3 separate regions of the Mus musculus genome follow, and all the other regions are linked to region 2. Evidence: chromatin contacts called from public Hi-C data. All regions are on one chromosome and are shown on one strand. The core of a region is the stretch at or near the end of the contact, and the rest is flanking DNA. Distances in the headings are between cores, read along the strand shown.

Region 1 (3,936 bases), core at 974-3,473, 47 kb before region 2:
CCCAATATCCTGTGGCCCCTAAGCAGCAATGTTTTTAGAGCAGTCCTCAGGACAGAGAGTACAGGAAATGAGGGGTTGTGAGGTGTGAGCTACTTGCTGCTAATTATAACTGCCACTGTGCATTGAGTACTTGCTACAAGTAGGGCTGTGACTTCTTCCCAGAAGAAGATGCTGAGCGCTTCCCTGCTGATACCTTCTTTCAAGGATCTGCCCTCAGCTGTGCTGGGGAGACACCCTTAATTCACAGATGAGGAAACCATAGTGCAAGGACATCTGACATCTTACCTGATCTCACAAGAATAAAAACCTAGAACCAACAGTCATTCTTTCCAAAAGTCATGTTCTAGAAGAAAAATGAAAACGAAGGGGTTTGCATGGACAAGCCTGCAGGGCCTCCCACAAAGCAATCAACCCTGCCTCACTTCCAGCTAAAATATGGAGTCTCTATGTCAACTCTTCCTTTATGGATAACACCTGTTCATTGACTTGAGCTGTCTCCATTCAAAAACAGGTCAGACTGCATTCTAGGGTTTTGGGCGGTACCAAGAGTATGGAGAGAAGTCATATTCAAGAGTAAGAGAAGTAAGTCAAAGGCATTCTGGCCACGTGGCCATGCCTATCACGTGGTCATGCCCACATGGATCTCTACTGCCCAGGAGGACGCATCCAAGATCCCTCCCCTTTGCATCTAGAGGTGATGATCCCCCATACCAATCAGCATGAGAATTTGCCATAGTTGCTCAGGAGATGGACTGTTCTCAGATGCTGATGTGTTCAAGTTGATGTAAACCCACCCACACCCCCGAGAGTGAAGATTTACTCAGAATTGGTGCACAGACCCTTCTAAAGCCAGGGTCAGTGGGCCAGAGGCACTGGGTAGGAGTGGTCAGACTGCGGCTTAGGCCTTGAGCACTGCGTAGCCCACTTCCTGCATGGGCCTGGTCATGCCACTGCCTCAGGCCTGCTCTGCTAGACACAATCCCAAATAGTTTTTCTTCTTCTTCTTCTTCCTTTATTCAGCAACCACTAGGAAACTGCCACCCCATGGATATGTCTATCACCACTTCTGTGCATATTAGTAAAACCAGGTTCAGCTGAACGGTCTTTATCTGGAAATTTGAAATCTGAAATGTTCCAAATTCCAAGACATTTTTTTGGCCCACCAACATTATGCCATGAATGAAAAGTACATCTGATGTCAACTGACAAGTTAAAAGGCAGATGCCTTGATATATATATATGAAATATCTTCCAGGATATGTGCATACTGTATGCATACAACATAACCAAGTTTCCTTGTTAGGCTTAAGCCTCATCCCCAAGACCATGTTACACATGTGCAAACTATTTCAAAATCCAGGGAGAGTCTGCAACACTTTTGGTCTCAAGCATTTAGGATAAGGGATGCTTTTGTTGTAGTGTCCTCTAGGGTAGGATGTTCATACCAGCCATCAAGGGGCAGCATTGCCTCCCAGAAATTGGCATAGCTTCACTCATCCTTCATTTGGCTCCTTCAACAGGCTCCTTCCCTGCTATAAATCCCCCTGTAATCTCTGGGCCACTTTCCCTTCCTGCTGCCACTGTATGAGGAGAGATGATTCTTCCTGTCCTACTGGGCTCCAGTCTGGCCATGTGGCCTGTTTTGGTCAATGAGTTGTAGGGGAAGTGGTGGCTGCATTTCTGAGTGGAACCTTCTAGAGTCATTATGGAACTCTACTTTCTCATGTTTCAGATGGGTAGAGCTCTGCAGCAACAGTGGAAAGATCCAGTGAAAACATACTCATGTTACTATGTCTTTGAGTGTTTTAATCAGATGTATTCTATAGTACATCCATGCTACTTTGTGTGTAAGCAACTAAAGGTGTAGGGCAGCCTGTTACCACTACAAGCATGGCTTAGCTGACAGAATCAGGATTTTTCAAAGAAGAATCTTTGTAAGGAATCGGGGAAAGAAGCTGGGCAGTGGTGGTGCACACCTTTAATACCAGCATTCAGGAAGCAGAGGCAGGCAGATGTCCGGGTTCAAGGACAGCCTGGTCTACAATGTGAGTTCCAGGATGGCCAGGGGAACACAGAGAAATGCTGTCTGGAAAAAACATAAAAGAAAAAAAAAAAAAGAAACTAGGGAGGGGATTTAAAGTGCCTCAGAGCACAGCTGTGGTCAAAGCAAGACTCACTTTTGGGACACCCCCTGGTTTCCTCCCTCGACTTTGCATGGGGAAACCCAGAAAGCTCCAGTTCTAGGCCTGGGCCCTTCCATTGCCCACTTCCCCTTGAGGGCACCCCACTGAAGTTAGCTTGGCCACAGAGCCTCACGATCACCCTACATGATCTGGATAACTAAGTCCTTCCAGGACTCTCTGAGGAAAGGCACCATCACTATCCCTACCTCACAGGCAGGGAGGCCGGGGGGCCGGAGACATGAAGCGTTTTTGCCCAGTCACACAAGTGGCAAGAGACAGAGGTGAGAGAAACCAAGCTATGACATCAAAGGCACAGAATTCAAAAAGAGGGAGGAGCATGGAACTTAGAGACAGTTGAGGCAGAGAAACAGCCCAGCCAATGCCCTTGCTCTGGCAGCAGACCTCAAAAGAAAGAGGTTTAGGAGCAGCAGAGTAATATAAAGAGAGAACAAAATGAAATACCCAAGCGGTGGGCACCTCTGTGTTTGTGGCCAACGTGTTGGAATAAGGATTGAAGAACCAGCTTACACAAATGGCTTCGGTTTGCATTTTGACTATCTTCAAGGCAAGGCTGAATGCTGAATGCTGAACTTGAAGCCTGAAAATGCATGGAATTCTACCATGTGGCCTGGGAGAAAACCAAGAACCTGGGATGTTAGTGCTCCCATTTCTGAGTAGTCTGGTTTGACCATCTCGGCAGAAATGAAGATTTTTTTTTTTTCCCCTCAGGAGACACTCATGTCCCTTCTCTGGGCTATCACACAATTGAAGTAGTGAATTCTCAGCTAGGACGAGGAGAAGCCTGGGGCCCTGCAGCCAGCTAGAGGAGGATTTATTTCCTGGAAAGAGAGTTCACAGATTTCTGATAACTTGTCAGACAACCTTGCAGGACACACTGGGGTCCAGACAGTGACATGTTGGGCAGAGGGCCATGCCTCCGTCAAGATGGCTTAGTTACGCATGCCTCGTACCCTCCACTTAACCTAAACCCCATCTCAGCATCCCGAAGATGGACTTGTGGAGGATGGTCGCTGGATCTCTCAAGTTGTTCGTCTTCCCACAGCGAGGAGCTCTCCTTTCTCATCCTTACATCATTACGCATCTGCTTCATTTGCCTATTGAGGACAGGTGGCCAAGCCCAGCTCACAGTTCTGGTAATACACATCCATCCATCTTGACAAAACTTCACTCAGCTAAACTTTCACAGCTCCTGGACCTTCTCAGACACCCTTCATATACTGCCTGTTCTAGCAACGACCCCTCTAAGTGTGACAGGAACCTCCACCCTACCTGTCCGACCGTCATTTAGACCCAATCAGGCTTTTCTTGTTTCCCATCCCCTAGAAGAAGGGACAATCTGTCCATCTTCAGCCAGCATCCCATTAGATCTTTCATCCACCTTGCTATAAGTTCCCACCTGTGCAAGCTGAGTCGGGACTGGGCCGGTTCTGCACGTGAGAGCCCAATGGCTGCAATGTTTCTGAACTGAATCTGTCTTAACCCTGCTAACCACCATCTCACACTTACTTGCCTTCATAAGGCTCTGAATTGGAAGTGGGACATGAAATCAAACTCGTGCCCTGGTTTCCAAGGGCTGGGTTGTCTTTAAGGTGCAGAGGCCTAGATGTGATGCCCCAAAGGCAGCAGCCAGCCAGCAGAAAAGGCACATAGGACAAAGGAGCAGAGAAGAATTCCAGACAGCTCCAGGGCCAGCTCCAGTCTCGCCTCTCACCTCTAAAACCCTCAGGCACCC
Region 2 (3,382 bases), core at 226-2,725:
GCAGCCAAGCCCCCCCCCACCCCCCCACCCCCCGCCCCAGGACAATCCCAGTCCCTCCTATCCGAATGGGGGCCAGTTACACCCTACTGTTCCCAAACCCTGGAGAGTACAAGATGTGTACAGATAGCGTTCCTGTTCTAAAGAGTGGAAGCTCAAAGAGATGAGGTCACAGAATTAAAACAGGCAGCCACGGGAATTCATCCGGGATCAGGCCCGGGACTTTTAAACGGAAATACAAAAAGTATGGTACCCCAGATTCGTCCATCATCCATGGCACCTCAGAAAGTGCTAGAAGACTTTCGCAGAAATCGCTTTCTACTCGGTGCAGCTTCAAACCCCACCCTTCCCGATCTTCTCTTAGGACTGGGCTGGGCGGGATGACAGGACATTCCCAACCTTGTGTAGCTCTGGGCAGTGTTCCAGGTCTTGAGGTGGGGGGTAGGGAAGAGCACAAAAGTAGGAATCCCTTCCGAATGGTTGTTCCCAAGCCATTTAATTTCACACACTTCAGACTGCATCTGCGTCTGGGTATCCCGCCAATCATTTGCACCCGAGCACTCTAGACCCTCCTCACACACCAGGCTCTTCAAAGGCCAGTCCAAAGGTCCCCAGCCGATCCAGTGGGGTGGCAGATGGGATCTGGTGGCGCCTCAATCCTCCAGGCAGAGAGTTAGCTGCTGGATGGGCCTGCCTAAAGTTGTAGGTGCTTCTTATCTACCACCCTACTCCCCACCCCCGCCCCCACCCCCACTCTCGGTCCCAGAACCTGAGGGCGCAAGCTGGGGTTTAGGCAGAGCAGCGGTGCTTCGTGGTGCATGGGGCTGGCTGGGCCAGGGCAGCGAGTGCTTGCATCCAAAGTTCAGCCTAGGCTAGAGCCATGGCTACACGGACATCTCGGGCTCGAACACACCAAACCCTCCCAGCCGCACATTGTGCACTGCTTCCCCCCCCCCCCCCCCCCCCCCCCGCTAACAAAGTCTGGATTTGAAAGTTTGGCCAAGTTCGGCAGTCACCAAGGCCGCCCCCTTTCCTTGCAGAACCTAGTTTCACCCTTAGTCCCTGCTGGGGGATCCGCACGCTCGTGGGGGGTGTTCATTTCAGCATGACATCCACGACGTCCCGTAGCCCTATCCGGAGCACCCAGGGCTCTCGGGGATCAAGCTGAGCAAAAGAGGCAGGACGCGGGCCACCTGGGGAGCGGCGGGCACGGGTTGCCACTTACCCGGCAGGGTGGGCGCTCGAGGGCGCTTCGGCGCGTCGCATCGTGGGGCAGGCGATTGGGGACGCAGCGACCTCCGCGTGGCGCTGGCGCTGTCCCTCGCCGAGGGCCGGGCTGGGCGCCGCCGCCAGCCGCGCGCCCAGTGGGGAAGCGCGGGGCCGCTGCCTTCCACTTCCTGGATCGCAGCGCGCGGGGCTCGCAGGAAGAGGCCGGCCTTGGTGGTCAAGGGTTTTTTGTCAGAAGCCATTCGGCCGTGGCTGCTCGTAGCAGGGAGCCCCCTGGGGCGCGCGGAAGCCGGGCCGCGCCCCTAGGGCCGGGCCTGGCGGCGGGCGGTGCCGGGGTCGAGGACAGCACGGACTGTGGCCGCCCGGAGCCTGCGAGCGAAACTCACAGGAAAGTCTCCAAGTTGGCACCGGATAGCAAGGCACTCAGGGCTGGCAGGTGACGAGGCCCACGGCCCAAATGGGACCTCCTTCATCCCGGGGGAGCCACGACCCATACCCACTCCCGCCCCCAAGGCGGGGCACCTCCTCCACGTCCCTGACAGGTGGCCATCCTGTCTCTCCTTGATACCTTCTCTGTTGATAAGATCACTGTTTAACAAAGCAGATATCGTCCATGAAGCCTGACATCTAAGGCACCTGTGCTGAGTACAGCACCCAGTGAGAGACTAAAGGAGAAAACTTGCTAGCTTACACAACAACCGCGAGTCGTAATGCCTCCTTTTTTAAGCGCCCAGACACTCAAAAATGTCTCCTGAGCTAGCTAAGCCTGTGAGACCAGGTAATAGCGGACCTCAAGATATCACCTTGTTTAATTCATTCCCAGCCTGGGCATTATTTAGACTGCTGGGGACAGATTAAATGTTTTGTGCTTGGGACTGTCTTGTGCATTGTGCATTGTAGGAGTAACCCAACTTCCATCCACATCCTTGGCCTCTACCCACGATTACACAGGAGTGCTAGAGTGTCCACACACCCTCACAACCACTTCTCTTTTGGCATTTCCTCCAAATCAGCCTGTGGAAGTGAGAGGAAAGGCTTAGTTAACAGTCTCCTGCTGGGAGTGGTAAATGGGCCAGCTGATTTGGGAAGCAGCCTTGGCAGTTCCTCAGAAGGGGAAACTACGTACCCAAAGGGGCTTATTTCAGCTTTCAATTCCAGGTTACAGTTCATTATGGGGAAGTCAAGGCAGGGGGAGGGGGGGGATGTCAAAAAGCTGGTCACATGACATCCAGAGCAAAGAGAAATGAATGTAACCATGTTTACCTGGCTTGTGATCAGCTCACTTTCTCCACTCTTACATAGTTCAGGGCACCCTGTATAGGGAATGGTGCTGCCCACAGTGGGTTGAGTCTTCCCGCACCAATAACTTAAGTAAGACAGTCCCTCACCAGCATACTCATAGGCCTAACTAAATGCAGACAATCCCTTACTGAGAATTTCTTCTCAGTGATTCTAGGTTGTGTCAAGTTGACAAATTAAAGCTATCTATCATAGTGTGTCCATGCAAAACCTTATATATGACTGTTCATATCAGCCTTTATTTGTGTTATCCAGAGCTGGAGCTAGAGTTCAGAGGTAGAATGGTTGCCTGGCATGTGTCTGAGAGGCCCTATGTTGAAGGAAGAAAGAAAGAAAGAAAAGAAATACAAACAATTTACAGTAGCCAGTATGTGGGAGCAACCAAGCATTCATCAATCGATGAATATGTAAATAAGATCAGGGATCATCAGTCAGGGACTGTTATTGAGCCACAGAAAGAATGGGGCCCCAACAATGGTGCTTCTGCACAGATGAGTCTTGAAAGCATGCTAAGTGACAGAAGCCAGTCGTTAAACACATTCCTTTTGCATGAAGTGTTCAGAGTAGGCAATTTCACGGAGACAAACAGTAAACTAGTGTTCGCTAGAGGTGGGGTGGGGTGGGGTGGGGTCGGGGAGTGGGGAGCAACTGGCAATGGCTATGGAGTTTCTTTGGGGGTGATGAAAATGTTTTTAAATTGACTGTGGTATTCATTGCACAACTTTGTGGCTGTGTCTGAAAACCATCAAATTATACACTTTAAGCTGTTGAATTGCATCCCAATCAAACTAGCTTTTCTTTTTGGAAGGCACAAAAAAGTGTGGTCTCCAGGGAGCAACCTTAGCCACTCTGACCTACA
Region 3 (3,521 bases), core at 696-3,195, 61 kb after region 2:
AGGTTGGTTGTGATCACAATCCTCTAGCCACAGTCTCTTGAGAGTCTAGGGTTATTTCCCAGCTTCAAACTTGCTTCCTTCGAGTAGGTCTGTTTCAATGAGTGGGTGGGTCTCAATGTAGGCTTGGGAGGGCCTCATGTGAGTATATATTTGAACTTCCCCAACAGTTTTTGTTTTGTGAAGCTTTTAATCATTAAAATAGTCCTGATTTTAGTCTCCTTGTGATGAACCAAGGATGAGGTCTTTAGAAAGGCCATAGTATGGGTAGAGGTATGAGGGGCCAATGTGAACACAGACAGATAGATAAACACATCCCACTGTTGGTACTGTAACCTCTCTGGTCAAGGACAGACAGGCAGGTACCCATGCCCCCACAGGGCCCTGACCCATCCAACACTTATGTGTGAGGGGTGACTCACCGCAATGAGCACAATGACAGAGAGCGTGTAGTACACAGAGTCACGGCACACAGCCCACCACGTCAACCGCACCACCTGCCAAGCCAGAGAGAAGTCGTCAGCTGCTATTGCCAAGGCTGGGAATGGGGCCAGCCTCCCAGAGAGCAGAAGGATGGGCCTCAGGGTGCTTCCCTGGATACCTCTAGCTCTTGGCTACAGTTGGTGAAGACAACAGAACCCAGTAAAGTTCTCAGGGGTGGGGAAAACAGAAACTGGCCTACTCCTCTGGAGTGGTGGCCAGGCATATTTCATAGCAAAAGCTGGCATAAATGGTATATTTTGGGTACTGCTTTAGGTAGAGACCTGAAGCAGCACCATGTCTCATCAGCTGCCTACCTCTGTTGTCCTGAGCAAGAGGTAGGTCTTGGCCATCTTCCTCCGTGAGACAAGCCTAAGATTCTGGTCTCATGTAAAATAGAGTCTGATCACAGCTAGCCTCGTGCCTGCAGAGGAGGTGAGCAGCCCAGGTAGCTGTAAGCCCTCACTCAAACCAGGGTCCAGGAAGGCCCTTCTTAAATAGCCGTTGCTGTTGAATGAATGCCCACCCATAAACTGGTCAGGCCCACTACCATGGCTCCAGCTTCTCAGGCTCTCACAGTGATGGACAGGAAGGAGTGTCATGGCTACTTCACAGGAGAGACCACGGGTCTAGAGGAGAACGTAGATATTCTCCAAGCCACGGAGAGTGACATGACCAGACTCATTAGGGTGTTGCTATTGTCACCCCAACCATGGGAGAAACTCACCCGCATCCTACAAGACACTGATCAGCTAGGCAGAGAGAAAAAAAAAAACCCTACTGACCTGTCCAGCAAAGAGTCCACACACTCCAATGATACATAGGATGTTGAACACAGCAGAGCCCACAATCGTTCCTACACCGACATCTCCGTGGGTGATGAACACACCTGGAATATGAAAGAGATAATGGTGGAGCCAGACAGAGTGGAGCCCTGGGAACCAGTTCCTTCCATGCACTTATCAAATTAAATGTTTCATCATCACCATCATCATCGTTAGTATGGTGTGTGTGCTTTTGCATGTGTGTGTGTGTGTGTGTGTGTGTGTGTGTGTGTGTGGTAGCACCTGTCAGAGGACAGCTTTCAGTAGTGGGTTCTCTCCCTTGGTATGAGAGATTGAACTCAAGTCTTCAGGCTTGCACAGCAAGCACTTTTACTGGGTTTAGCCATCTCAGTGGCCAGAGCCCAGGTTTTTGAATGACGTTATTGAAGACATAATTCACATGTCTAATGGTGCAGCAGTTTGGCAGATCCACAAAATTATATAACCAAAGCTATCATCTAGTTTTAGGACATTTTCATCTCATAAGAAGCCCAGTGCTTGGTAGGACCCCACATTCTAAGAAATCACCAATCTACTTCCTGTCCCTCTGACCCCCTTGGGTTTACAAGTGAGGAAATGGAGACTTGGAGCTGGTAAATGCCCCACTGCCCTGGGCAGTCAGCCCTGGCTCTCTCTGCATGGTGCCCCAGCTGCCTTTATCAATGTCCTTACCAATGACAGAAGCAAACAGCTCTGGTGTCGAGCTTCCTGCAGCCATGAAGGTGGCACCTGCCACATCTTCACTCAGATGAAGTTTCTGAAACAAAGAGAACACAGGCAACTGGGTTGTGACAAGGGAGGGGAGCACGCAGCCCCTGGGCAGGTGGATGGCAGAAAGCTCTCAGTGACACAGTGTGGATCTGAGCCTGGCACCGTAGCCAGAGCTTCTCTGCCCAAAGCACACACCCCATACCCCTCTTCCAGGCTTCAGTGCTCCCCTCTTCCAGGCTTCAGTGCTCCCCTCTTCCAGGCTTCAGTGCTCCCCTCTTCCAGGCTTCAGTGCTCCCCCCTTCCAGGCTTCAGTGCTCCCCTCTTCCAGGCTTCAGTGCTCCCTTTCCCTTGGACCCATCTGCCTTCTCTTCATTTCCTTTATGCTCCTAGAGCCCTGTCCACGACCCTTGAGGAAGCCTTCCCTGCATCCCCAGGGCCAGCCATACCCTCTCAGAAGGCACCTGAGAAGAATTTCTTTTTCCTAGAACCCCCTCCCCTCTGCTTGCTGAATGTGCTTCCCACTTCTCTGGCTGGTACAAACATCATCTTCCTCCAGGAAGCCTTCCTATGTCTCTCCCCAACAGTGACAATCCACCCTCTTAGCTTCCTTACCATCTAAGGCAAGAAGGCTCTACTCTTATTGAAATAGATTCTGTGATTCACAGGCAGCTTACAGTAAGTACATATGCTTACCTTTGCCTCTAGACCATGAAGACAGAGCTGGCATATGCCACCTGTGGGTCTCTAGAACTTAGAAGAGGTTGGAGTAGACAGTGCTACACAAACAGGATCTAGAAGCTATCCTGAGGCTGTGGGACCTGGGTCCCCAAGACATTTCCTGGCTCCTGCATTCTAGATGTTTCTCCATGGCAGACTCCCAGAGTCTGTCCCCAGGATTGATCTGGCATGGGACAAAGCTGGGAACATTTTGTATGAGTCTCTCATGTTCAGCAAGGCCATGTTCTGGCCTTGGAGGTCCACTATCCGATCCAAAATGGAAGACAGAGGATCTAGGTAGCCCTAGGCAGCCTGGGCTCTGGAGTGCTGCAGGAAGTTTGGGTCAGCATCTTCTCCCCACTGGTCTGTTAGCTACAGAAGGGTCAGAGCTCTGGGCTCCATACAGGCTAGGGACTCAGCACTGCTCCCTAAGGGGTCAGTGCTACCATCTCAATGCTGACAAAGGGAATGCTCTGTAGAGATGCCCACCTGGCACTGCAGCCACCTCTGCAGGACTAGGGTCATGCTGCCTGCTGTTCTGCCACCTCTTGGCTTTGGCCTGCACTCTCCTTCCTAGAACCCTTTCTTCTCTGCTTGCTGAGCGTGCTTCCCACTGCTCCAGCCTGTATGAATATCATCTCCTCCAGGAAGCCCTCCTATGCCTCTCCCCAACAGTGACATTCCACCCCTTAACTTCCTAGACATCTAAGGTCCTTAAAGAAAGACTAGGGCCAGCACCCACCCTTAACTTACGCTCTGTCCTCATGGCCACAGGTAACCCTGACATCACCT

Evidence for each region. Hi-C and Micro-C count contacts between places; a contact is called where the count stands out from the background.
Region 1: a Hi-C map of Th2 cells shows a contact between it and region 2, with 1.5 times the contacts expected there. The contact joins the enhancer-like site here to the promoter of Rin3 in region 2. A contact is called at or near these places in 2 of 39 promoter capture datasets (neutrophils and pre-B cells), 1 of 15 datasets of contacts at CTCF or cohesin (CD8 T cells), 56 of 484 Hi-C or Micro-C datasets (the 4T1 cell line, the AML12 cell line, B cells and 38 more), 20 of 115 datasets of contacts at active chromatin or transcription factors (the 230-238 cell line, DN3 thymocytes, the HPC-7 cell line and 13 more) and 4 of 9 other capture datasets (adipose tissue, embryonic stem cells, liver and 1 more).
Region 3: a contact with region 2 is called in a Hi-C map of the C2C12 cell line, with 2.0 times the contacts expected there. The contact joins the enhancer-like site here to the promoter of Rin3 in region 2. A contact is called at or near these places in 1 of 39 promoter capture datasets (the 3T3-L1 cell line), 1 of 15 datasets of contacts at CTCF or cohesin (large pre-B cells), 3 of 484 Hi-C or Micro-C datasets (the C2C12 cell line, myocytes and uterus), 5 of 115 datasets of contacts at active chromatin or transcription factors (bone marrow-derived dendritic cells, embryonic fibroblasts, embryonic forebrain and 1 more) and 4 of 9 other capture datasets (adipose tissue, embryonic stem cells, liver and 1 more).

What each region holds. Positions count from the first base shown.
Region 1 is chr12:102,328,673-102,332,608 of GRCm38.p6, reverse strand. All of the region lies in intron 3 of Rin3 (Ras and Rab interactor 3), which reads right to left. Among named protein-coding and RNA genes, the nearest start is that of Rin3, 48 kb to the right of the region's middle. Within about 2 kb of position 2,223, at least 21 of the 459 cell types and tissues checked have an H3K27ac peak or open chromatin away from gene starts, as enhancers often do. A contact at or near this core is called in CD8 T cells, the P5424 cell line, T follicular helper cells and 4 more, where this site is marked.
Region 2 is chr12:102,281,167-102,284,548 of GRCm38.p6, reverse strand. Rin3 (Ras and Rab interactor 3) reads right to left here and starts at 1,475. Exons shown (of 10, transcript NM_177620.4): 1 at 1,223-1,475. The coding sequence starts at 1,263.
Region 3 is chr12:102,220,580-102,224,100 of GRCm38.p6, reverse strand. Slc24a4 (solute carrier family 24 (sodium/potassium/calcium exchanger), member 4) reads right to left here. Exons shown (of 17, transcript NM_001362345.1): 5 at 1,974-2,058; 6 at 1,263-1,366; 7 at 420-494. Among named protein-coding and RNA genes, the nearest start is that of Gm25203, 31 kb to the left of the region's middle. Within about 2 kb of position 1,945, at least 11 of the 459 cell types and tissues checked have an H3K27ac peak or open chromatin away from gene starts, as enhancers often do. A contact at or near this core is called in the C2C12 cell line, where this site is marked.